Linked DNA regions of Sus scrofa: region 2 is linked to region 1. Evidence: chromatin contacts called from public promoter capture Hi-C data. All regions are on one chromosome and are shown on one strand. The core of a region is the stretch at or near the end of the contact, and the rest is flanking DNA. Distances in the headings are between cores, read along the strand shown. Region 1 holds the start of ZBTB20 (zinc finger and BTB domain-containing protein 20). Region 2 overlaps ZBTB20 (zinc finger and BTB domain-containing protein 20).

Region 1 (5,063 bases), core at 1,852-4,351:
GTACACAAAGTTTATGTGACATTAGTATACAAACCCCACCCCTCACCCACAGGAGCAGGTAATTTTATCCCTGTTCATTGTGACATCCCAGTGTCTAGAAAAAGTCGATGAATTTAAATATCCATTTCAAAAGAAAAAAATTCAAATAAATGAGTGCCCATCAAGTTTCACTCTACATACCAAATGTTTTGAATAATCTTTCCTTACTCTTTATTCTAAAATAATTCAAATAATTTGCAATTTATTTATATATTTTGGAAACTTTACAGAGACTTAGTTGTATGCTCTTCTAAAACGATCTTATTTTTCAGTTTAGTCCTATTTTTCCTTTTTTTCTAGGAATTCCAGTTTGGTCAGAAAGTCTTCTAAAGATTGACTACTGAGATAAAAGGTATTTCATTAAAAATGGCTTTCTCCTTAAAATTTTATTCCTATATCAAGTAGTCAAATTCATATTAATTTGACAACAAGAGTAGTTGGATATTTGTGGGTCTCAAAAACTTTCCAACTTAACCTCTTAAGAAACTAATATCACATCAACTAGTAGTTCTGAACACCTGCCCCCCGCTCTCCCCAAATATACACAAAATTGTAACCCTCACATGTAAGCTGTTCTTTCCTCTAGTACTCCATTTAAACTCATACTGCCTTTCAGGAGCTAGTCATTATCAGTGTACACATGAACTATATCTGTATTTTCCTGGTATAGAAGTAATCTTAAAATGCTGGCATCTTAAGGCAGGTAAGCATAAAGACTTCTTCCTAAAAATGGATATAACTTGACATTTTTAGTCTTAAACCTCTTTCTTTAGTCTGTTAAAATTGGGACCTCACCATGAAAGGGCGAATTGCTTTGGAGGTTGGTAGCCAGTTAACTTGTCACCTGATCCTCATATGCAAAAGGCCTTTATTCCACTGGTCTGTGAGATCTGAAATCACAAAACCAAAAATACCCAACTGCTAGATTGACTGAGCAGGTTATTATATTTCTAGAAAACTCACTTTTATTCATCTCACCTTTTATTTGAGCATCATGTATTCTGAGGCCTAAAGCCCTCCAAAATTGAGCTCAAAGGAAATCACATCCCCAGTGTTAAGAATACTTGAGCACTTAACAATGAGTAACAAAGCAATTCTTCAAGGACAATTTCAAAAACTTTCTTGAGAGACTACTCTGAAGAGGGCACAGTAAGTGGTATCACCACACACTATCTGTGCCTCAACTAGATATATTCTGATTAAGAATAACAAGAGCAAACAAGGGCATTAAAAAAATTGAACTTTTCCTAGAAATACAGAACTGCCTAATCAAAAAACAGAAATACAGATAGCCAAAATTGTACTTGTCAAATGTGGGGTTGGGGTGTAGCAGGGTGGAAGACTATAACAATTCCCAAATGACAGCAGAGTACATGGGATTAGGAGCAACAGATAAGAAAATAAATCATTTATGAAACTGTTGATGATAACTGATTAATGTGTAAAGCTTGAGAATTTACAAAGTGGTCCTATTATTCATGGTTTAAAACTTTCAGTGGCAACAAGAACAGCTAACTTTAGAACAGAACTTGTTTGAAAATATTGGGAGAATGAGTGGTCTCTGCTAATTTCCTTAGCTGAAATTTACACATGACCACGCAGTGAGAAAACTGCACTTTAGCGACATTTTGGCTTTTCTTAAGGGTAAGAAGTAGTTAATACAATTTTCACGTGTCTAGAAGATTAACAAGTTTAACTTTGCTTGGGCCAATGGTGATTTTTGAGGCCAGTACTTAACGAACAGGCTTTAATTACTTCCTGGTTCATTCAAATTTTTATTGGAAAACTGTCACCCTGCTACTGACCCCATTCAACTGGGTTCAGCGTTAAGAGATCAGCGGATTACCGTGCTAGGTAGCGTAGCTGTACGCCATATTGTGTTTTTCGCTAATGTTTATAGTTTATGTGTGTGCCTAGCATATGTTTGTGCAAGTGTGTTTATCAATATAACTTTTAGAAAATCCCTTCCTCCTGCCTCTTCAGCATCCTTAAAAAGGATAACAGCTTCGGGAGGGGCGGGGCATGAGGCGGGTGGTGGGAGGTGACCAGAACGCCACCCGGACAGAAATGCATTAAACAATGTAAAAGAGAGTGCGTTTCTTTTAAACTTTCAAAAAGCATCCAACCATTTTATCTCAGCTATGAAAAAGAGCAAACATATTTTAATATTTCCAAAGGGGCCCAAAGGAAGAGAGAAAGAAGGAAAGGTGTGTCTTCCCTTCCCAAGCCCCCTCCTCTACAGTCGCAGCAGCGAAGCAGGCGGCGGCCGGTAGCTCCCGCGTCTTGAGGGGCGTCCAGCGGCTCTGGGGCCAGGACCCCTCCCGCCCCCCAGTTCTCTGAAGACGCTCCAGAGACCGCCAGAGCCACGGCAAGTGGGGAAGGGCGAGGAGGGAGGGGACGGAAGACAAGCGGGCGCCTCTAGCAGCTCCTGAGCCCCGGCTAGTCCCCCTCAGCTCCTCTTCTTGGAAGCGGCAGCTCCAGGCGCGGGGAGTAGAGAGAAGAAGGCAGAAGACACGTTTCCAGCTGCGGGACGCCCCGCCCGCCCTAGGACCCCGGACCCTCCCGCGCTCCCTCCCTCCGCGCCTGGTCGGGCGAGGCCGCCGCAGCCGCTTGGAGCGAGGAGGGGCGCCCGGGGGAAGGGGGCGCGGAGGGGGGACGCCTGGGGGAGGGGGCGTTCGCTTGGCCCGCCAACGGCCCGCGAGCTCGCCACTCTAACTCGCTCCCCCAACCCCACCCCGCGCCCCTCCTTTCCCGTCCCGCCACCCCCAACTCCTAGCGCCTCGCAGACGCCTGGTCCCCCACGGCATGCACACACCCCTCCCTCCCGCCCGCCAGCCCCACAACAAATTAGAGTTTTTGGCGTTACCTCCTCGCGCTCTTTAATCTTCTTTCCTCAACTCCTAAACTTCCCCCGCCCCTACTTCTTCGGCAAAAAGCCCACATTGGCCGCCTCACGCCGCGAACCCTCTATCTTTTCCTACTATTCGGTTTCCCTAATGCCACTCTTGGCTTCAGTGAGCCAATAAGAATGGGACGCCCCTCGTGAAGTTGCCGCCCATAAACAAAATACACTCTTCCTCCTCCCCTCACCTGTCCCCGCCCCCATTGCCTCTTCCCTCATCTCTACCACCTTCGATTGGACTAGAAAAGGCCCAATCCGCTATCTCAGACACCCATTGGGGCACGGAAACTTCGCTCAGAGAACTGTTAACAGGCAATTGGTCAGCAATCTTCCCACTTCCCCCCCACCTCTGCCGCACATTCGCCCACTCTGGAGAGGTCAGTCATATCTCGTTGTTCAGTGATCCGAGAGATGGGATTCTATTGGTTGAGAGAGCCCGTCAGACCGGACTGGAGTGAGCCATGATTGGTCAACACAAACACGATCAAGTGTGGTTGTCTACTCCTCCGATCCTCCTTTTTTTCTCCACGCCCCTGCCCCCTCCCGCCTGCTTTTACTTTCTACGCATTTCTATTTCCTCCTTTATTTATTTATTTGTGATAAACTTAAATGACCCGGCGACGGAGGCGGGACTCGAGACGAGGACGAAGATGACGAGGGACGGCCGGGGGCCAATTGCCGAGGGGGCTGCCGCGTGAGGGGCAGCGGCGTTGGCCAGTGAGAGGCAGGTGTCTGGAGCGCTCTAGGCCTATGGAGCCGGGATGCCCCAGCGGAGGCGGCGGTTACCCGCTGTCTGGCGCGGCAGGCTGGCGGGGGGGTAGCCACGGGAGGCGAGAAGCGGGGTGTCTCTGTCGCCGACAGCTGAGGCGGCAGGAGAAATATGGATGAGGGGCGGTGTGAGAGAAAACGGGAGAGAGGGTCTGCCGAGGCGGCGGCGCTCAAGGCCACGCTGGGTCAGGCTTGATTCCTGAGGAGTGGGGTGCAGGTTGCCAAGCCGGGAGGTCACCAGAGGCCGCTGAAGCAGTGCCAGTGCTCAATGGGAAAATGTGTTCGTTCAGGAGGTTTAGAAAAATACTATGTAAAACAGTTTGGAGTAAGCTGCCCTTAATATAAATGAGGATATTATTCTAGCGGGAAAAGCAGATTACTAAACGCCTGAAGTACCTACGACCCAACCGGAGCCTACAAAATTGAATATCCTGAGGGGTAAACCGAAGGAACAAATAAAGCAACACGGAAAATTAAATGCGGGTCAGATGCTTCAGTAAAACCTTCATCCTCATCCATTTGTCACTCAACATAGCACTTCCCAGAGACATATTCTTACCAAGAGTTGGTCCAGTACCCAGGCATTAGGGGGAAAAAAAAAAAAAAAAAAAAAGAATGAAGCTTAAAGCCGGCAGGAAGCTCAGGAAAGATTCCTAAAAAGGACTAAATGAAAAAATAAATAAATAAATAAATCTGCAGAATAAAAAATTGCCATAATTAGGGAATTCAGAAATAATTTATCACAAAATAAGAGACTTCATTAAGAATGCCATATGTACAAAAATATATTTGCAATGTGAAAATAATTTTTTTTATGGGACATGCTTTTGATGTGTTATTTCCAATAAACTCAAGTCCTCTGAATTTTATCTTAGGCTTCCTTGGGACATCCAGCCTGCCTTAAAGAAAAAATTCATGATACTTGTTAAAGATAGTTAGGCAGACTTTATTCAGGACCATTGAGATAGCTATGGCTAGGATCTTTGCATTTAGATTTTGCAGAACAGGTAGATTGGGCTCACCCTCATGTTTAGAGGGGGTAAGTGGGAACTTTAGCTAAGAAACAAGGTGAGGGTCAGTAGAAGGAAAATTGATAAGAGGAAATATTAGAGGTAAGAGGAAATTTTGGCTAAACCAACCTAGTAGGATTCTTGCTGAAGACAGATCAGGGTGATCAGACATTACCTTGGGGATGATGGAATCTAGGATGATTGGGGAGGGAGGATTCTTGCTAAACCCAGCTTTTGTAAGGAAGTGTACAGATGCCTGGCTTTAATTAGTGGTCTTTAGCAGAACCTAAGCAAAATAAATTGGCCCTAGTGAAAAAAAAAAAAATGTGTAAAGCCTTGACCTC
Region 2 (5,558 bases), core at 2,560-5,059, 510 kb before region 1:
GGATGAGTCAGCAGTCTCTGGTCATGAGAGGCCAGGCCTGGAATAGCAGGGGGGGTTTAGGTCAGGAGCAAAATGAAGCAGAAAGGCAGTCTAGATGGCAGGGCTCAGCTCTGCAATTCACGGAGATACTGCAGGTCAAAATGAAAGTGCCTTCTCAGCTCTGGGGTGAAGATTTTAGGACTGCAGAAAAAGGAGCAGCCAGGGAAAAACTTAGAACAGCTGCCTACCAAACATAGCAAGAACAAATTAGAGTACCACAGACAGAAAAAGAGGGCACTGGTAGAGCCCTGGAGGAGAAAAGATGCTCATTAAGATCTCTGAAATACCTTTTTTTCCATGTGTTCCTGAACTTGATTTAAGAAACAGTGGTTACCTATATACTACCAACTATCCTGGTATTTTGGTATTGCTTTATTTTAGTAAGTAGCAAAACAAAGAAATAAGAGAAAAGCACTAACCAGAAGCTGCTTTATATTCCATAAAATAATGTCATTATAAGTAAAAGCCTAACATCTCGAAAATGTATAGATCAATAGTACCAACAGCCTGTAAAATACTGGTCTCAAAATGGTTAAAGAGAAGCCCTCCTTAAACCAAGCTTGGGTATCAGTAGAGAAGAGCTATGAGGAAACTGAGACATAGATTCAGTGATGAAACACAAGAGTAATATGAGATTGCATCCATATTTCTACTCAGTGGGGTCAGCTCAGACCCCCATCAGCAAGTGACACTTCCTGCCAACAGGACTTTCAAACACCTCTCCCTGTGCATTGGTACTATAATACAGCAAGAGGAGAGGGAAAATTAAACAGAGGGAAAAATCAGGTCCAGCAAAAAAAAAAAAAAAACAAATCAGTACAGATATTTTATTCTGGAGGAAGCAAACTGCCTGATGAGCTAATGGATAAAGAAAAATCCAAGTATCAAATAAACTTAGAAGAACCACTTCTAGATAAGGAAACGGAGGTGGGGACAGAATTATCAGCAAATAGTGGTGATGGTCCCCAAACAAGGAAGAGAGCAATCTCGAGAGTAAGGTGGTGTGCAGCAAAAACTGCAGGAAAAAGAGAATATCATCACCAAAGCGGGGAAATACTAGTAGAAGATTTCTTTATAGTGCTTTGAAGAGAGGTAATAAGGACCCACCATGTATTCCCAATTGTTACTCCTTAAAGATACACAGATGTGTAAGATGTGTAAAGAATATAAATTTTAGTGTCCATTCCACAGCTTATTAAATTGTCTCAACACATCTTTGATAAATGATTATTCTTGAGTAAATGAACTTTTTAGCATCAGTTTCCTTCTCTGTGAAATGGAATATTATCACCTTGAATTACCAGAAGGATTGAATCAAAGTCTGCCAATCCTTACCACAGCAGTATCTGTCACAGGGTGAGCACTCAATAAAGTGCTTTTACTTTACTTTATTTTTTATTTATTTAAAAAAAATTTAAGGGCCTTAGGCTAGGGGCTAAACTGGAGCTGCAGCTGCTGGCCTACGCCACAGCCACAGCAATGTCAGATCCAAGCTGCATCTATGACCTACACCATAGCTCAAAGCAACACCAGATCCTTAACTCACTGAGTGAGGCCAGGGATCGAACCCGCATCCTCATGAATATTAGCAGGTTCCTTTCCACTGAGCCACAACAGGAACTGCAATAAAGTGCTTTTATTTTTATTTGATTATCATATCATCTTCCCAAGTGTCTAGCAAAAGAATCATTGCCAGTGTCCTTCCACTGGCATATGGTTCCATTCATACAGAGTGGAACCAATATGAAGATGCTAGTAAAATCAGTTGAATAACATTCCTCAGAGAATATTGCTTTAAAAAGTTTATTTCTGTCTGGATATGTTAAACATTATACTTGAACATAGAGGATGTTAAAAATCTATTATGTTAAAATCTTGATTTAGGGTATCTACATTGTCAAAGCAACTTGGAGCTTAATAGCATTCAGTAACTAGAGGCCTAAAAAAGAAAAGAGGAATTTTTAGAAGCCTCTCCAGAAGCAACAGGATAAAAGTGCTATCGGCCTTGACCACATGATGAGGGTTTTTTACCAAAGGGGAAAACTTAGTCCAGTTGATCATCCCAGCCTAATTGATTAATTGTGGGTCTGACCATCTGGCTGATGAATGCTGACACCCAGCAGTGATTACTGTGTAACACAAATCCGGATGTGCTCCCCCTGATGCCTCCCACAATAACGGCAAAGCTGAACTTAAGGTTAGTTTATTCAGGCCTCTTGGCTCAATCTGTTCATGGAACAGTGGTTATGGCAGGGAATATTTTACTAGACCTGGTCAAGCATTATCTTCTTTTATTTCAGTTACCCACTCCTTTCCAACTCCACGCCTACCTGCTCTGAGCCCTTTCTTGTACATAATCACTTTTCATGCAAAGCATCCCATCTGTAGTTTTCATCATACTGTCTGATTCTCTCATTTCCGGTTGCTCTACTCTAAAAAATATTCGACTTGTCTAAAAGACCCATGTTGCTATTTCACAGGGAGTCCTATTGGGACATTTTTTATTGTATCTTCTTTGCTACTGGTTATCTTCAAATTATCCTATGCTTCCAAATAAAGAAAAATATTTTGCCTAACACCTGATTATAAGGCCTCCATATGGCTCAACTTCTCTATGAGGCTAATGGAATAAAAAGGTTAACAGAAGATAATTTTCGCATCTTAAATTTACATCTGATCCTCAGTTAGGGTTTCCCTTGGAGAAGATTCTCCCTACAAGGACTTTGGAGCACATATCAGTGCAGAGAAAAAAGTCAGGCTCACATAAATAATGGGAATCAATAGCAATGCCACCCACAAACCAATCAAGATAACCTGTACATGGGAAAATTCTCTAAGCAAATCAAATCTGAATGCATAAATACGAACCCTGGGGAATTACAACTAAAGGATCCTATTATTTTTTGTGGGAAGACATGGGGGAGTAAACTGGCACAAAACGCCTTGCACAAATTTGGCCAATGAGTCACAAGGAAAAAGAATCATGCCTTCCCCCTATCCTTTCCCCAGCCTGATTTCTATCTCAAAATTTATCACTTTTCTTGCTCCCCACAGATGCTGAATTCTTCTTTGTTCCAGGCTGGGTTAGTGTTAATTTTCAGTAGAGAATGGCAGCAGCATGCTGAACTACAGAGTTCCAGACTGGGAGTTGGGAAATGTTTTTGGCCTGACTGTCAGTAAACAACTATGTGTCTAGGGCAAGTCAAGTCCCTTAACTCCCCATGTCTCAGTCTCTTCATTGAAAAATGATAGGGTTGGACTGCATGAACTCCATAGTCTCTGCCAACACTAAGATTCTATGGTTCTATAGCTCATTTCCTTTTTCTCTCTGGCACCAACTGCTCAACAACTCTGCTTATAGTCATTTCTTTGCACTCAGTTACCGATGGAAAAATATCGCCTTCATTTACTACCCAGTATTTGGTATTTCTAACCTTTCCCTCTTTTTGTGATGCTAGATATTTTGAGTCATAAACATGAACATATCCAGATAGATGCTTTAAATTTGAAAGCACTTAAGGAGAATAGCTTTCCCATGTAGAAACATTTAGTGCAGCTCGGCATGGAGGAAGCCAGGCATCCAAAAGTGGAGCAAAGGGGCCAATTCACAAATGAGAGGAAGCCTTTCATAATAAGAGTCTCCAGATTCTTCAATTTAGATAAAGCTACTAAATTCCAACTACTTTTCCAATCAATCCCAGACACCCTCACAGACACTTAGGACTACAAATCTGAGGACCAGCACTGGCAGTGATGCAGTTATTTCACCTCCACCATGTATTGCCAAGTAGGATTTAGGATGGCATAGTAATAAGAGCCAAGAGGACAATCTGTCATTTATTTTCCTCCAAACTTTTTGAAATTTCCCATTTGGGCTCTGTTTCCCAGTTTTAATTTGGTAACTGCCATTTTTCAGCATTTCTTTTAACAGGTTACTAATAATTTCTGATACAGGATCTCATATTTCATTTTGTGCTGCTAGAACTGCTGTTAATATTTCATCTGCCTTCAATTCAGCTCTGAATTAAGGCTTCTGAGCTTTTTTTTGATACACTGTTCTCACTTTGGTTCTGGGGATTTGATCACCAGTGTTCACCCAGTTTGTCCATATCTTGTTAGATAAGAATAATACATTGTCTCAGAAATATCTCAGGGTGTGCTGTACATTCTAGAGATACATTAGAGTTTCTTTTTTCTGGATCTTTGATCAAAATCACATAAGTGTTCTGTGTTTGTTTACCCAGGTAGCTTGCTATTTACTTTTGTGGTAACGTTCTGGAAGCAGAGAGCAATGGTTTACAGCCAGGGCTCACAGGAAGACCTAAGTTCAAATTCTGGCTCTGAAACATACTGCAAATACCATGTTAGGTCAGTTCCTTAACCTTACTGAACCTCTATTTTTCTATTTGTAAAATAGGGATAATAGCAATAACTACCTCTATTGCTATGAGTTCTCAAAAAAGAATGTTATCTTTATTCCCCTAGTATTAATAACCTACAAATTCACCTTATAGTGTTTTTATTTTGCAACATCTTTTCAAGACTAGCAAGTTACCTTTGAAGTCCAGACTTTTACAATTTGCTTTAGTGTAGTTTACATTAAAAAAAAACTCAAGTAAAATTAAGTAAGTACTTTAAAATTGGGTTCTGAAAACCACATGTATAATTACAAATGGTATATAGATAGCATCATAGTCTTATGTCACCTTTAAATCCAGTATCAAATTCTCAAAATTCTGTTCATTTAATAGCCAGGCCTGGATAAGGCATGTCATACTAATTCTAATCCATTCCATAAAGAGATGGCTTAGAATATTTACTTCCCCCCATTTGCAAACAATACAGATTATTTTAATACTTTTTGGTCATATATAGGTCAGGGTCCATCAGGAGTGAGAAATCACACAGCAATTTGAACACGGAAAGTTTAATATAAAGAAGTACTAACTAGAACAGGGGATTGGAGCAACAAGGGAGTAACTAGTAAGAAGTAAAAAGAATTGTAAGGTATATAAGAATAAGCAAATATAAGGAGCAACCTCAACTTCTGAGGCTGATGGAGGGTGCCCAAGGAAGAGTCCCCTACAACTCCAGACTGGGATCCAGCCCTTGTTGGACAAGATGTAGCCAAGGAATGAATGAATGAATAGCAGAGACATTGCTATAGAGCTGTGTCAGCAAAACTTTCCAGAAATCTGTACTCTAGCGTGCAAGGGAAGCTGTTCACAGGGAGGCTGTCTCATCTGAGGCATACTACTATGTAAACCACTCAGTGTGTGTATGTGTGCTTGTGTGTGTGTGGTGGGTGCTGGATGTAGCAGCTGGCTTTTGGGCACTGGAGAAGCTACCTGTGCTTTAGCTGTTGGCCCCAAGGCAGCTGTGTGTGATGCAGAAGCCAGGCTGGAGAAACCATGCACACTGCAAGAGGCTACCAAAAAAGTATAGGGGAGCCAGGAAGGAAAACCTCTTCCTCCTATTATGTCTCTCTGAATCCTCTGCCAACAAAGCAACCTCATACA

Evidence for each region. Promoter capture Hi-C pulls out the DNA fragments that hold promoters and counts their contacts.
Region 2: a promoter capture Hi-C map of liver shows a contact between it and region 1, with 2.6 times the contacts expected there. The contact joins the enhancer-like site here to the promoter of ZBTB20 in region 1. A contact is called at or near these places in 1 of 5 promoter capture datasets (liver), 6 of 47 Hi-C or Micro-C datasets (liver, mesenteric adipose tissue, psoas muscle and 2 more) and 2 of 2 datasets of contacts at active chromatin or transcription factors (alveolar macrophages and skeletal muscle).

The regions. Positions count from the first base shown.
Region 1 is chr13:144,853,859-144,858,921 of Sscrofa11.1, reverse strand. ZBTB20 (zinc finger and BTB domain-containing protein 20) reads right to left here and starts at 3,101. Exons shown (of 10, transcript XM_021071270.1): 1 at 2,906-3,101; 2 at 835-929.
Region 2 is chr13:145,359,337-145,364,894 of Sscrofa11.1, reverse strand. The region is part of intron 4 of ZBTB20 (zinc finger and BTB domain-containing protein 20); the gene reads right to left. Among named protein-coding and RNA genes, the nearest start is that of DRD3, 410 kb to the left of the region's middle. Within about 2 kb of position 3,809, at least 17 of the 83 cell types and tissues checked have an H3K27ac peak or open chromatin away from gene starts, as enhancers often do. A contact at or near this core is called in liver and retroperitoneal adipose tissue, where this site is marked.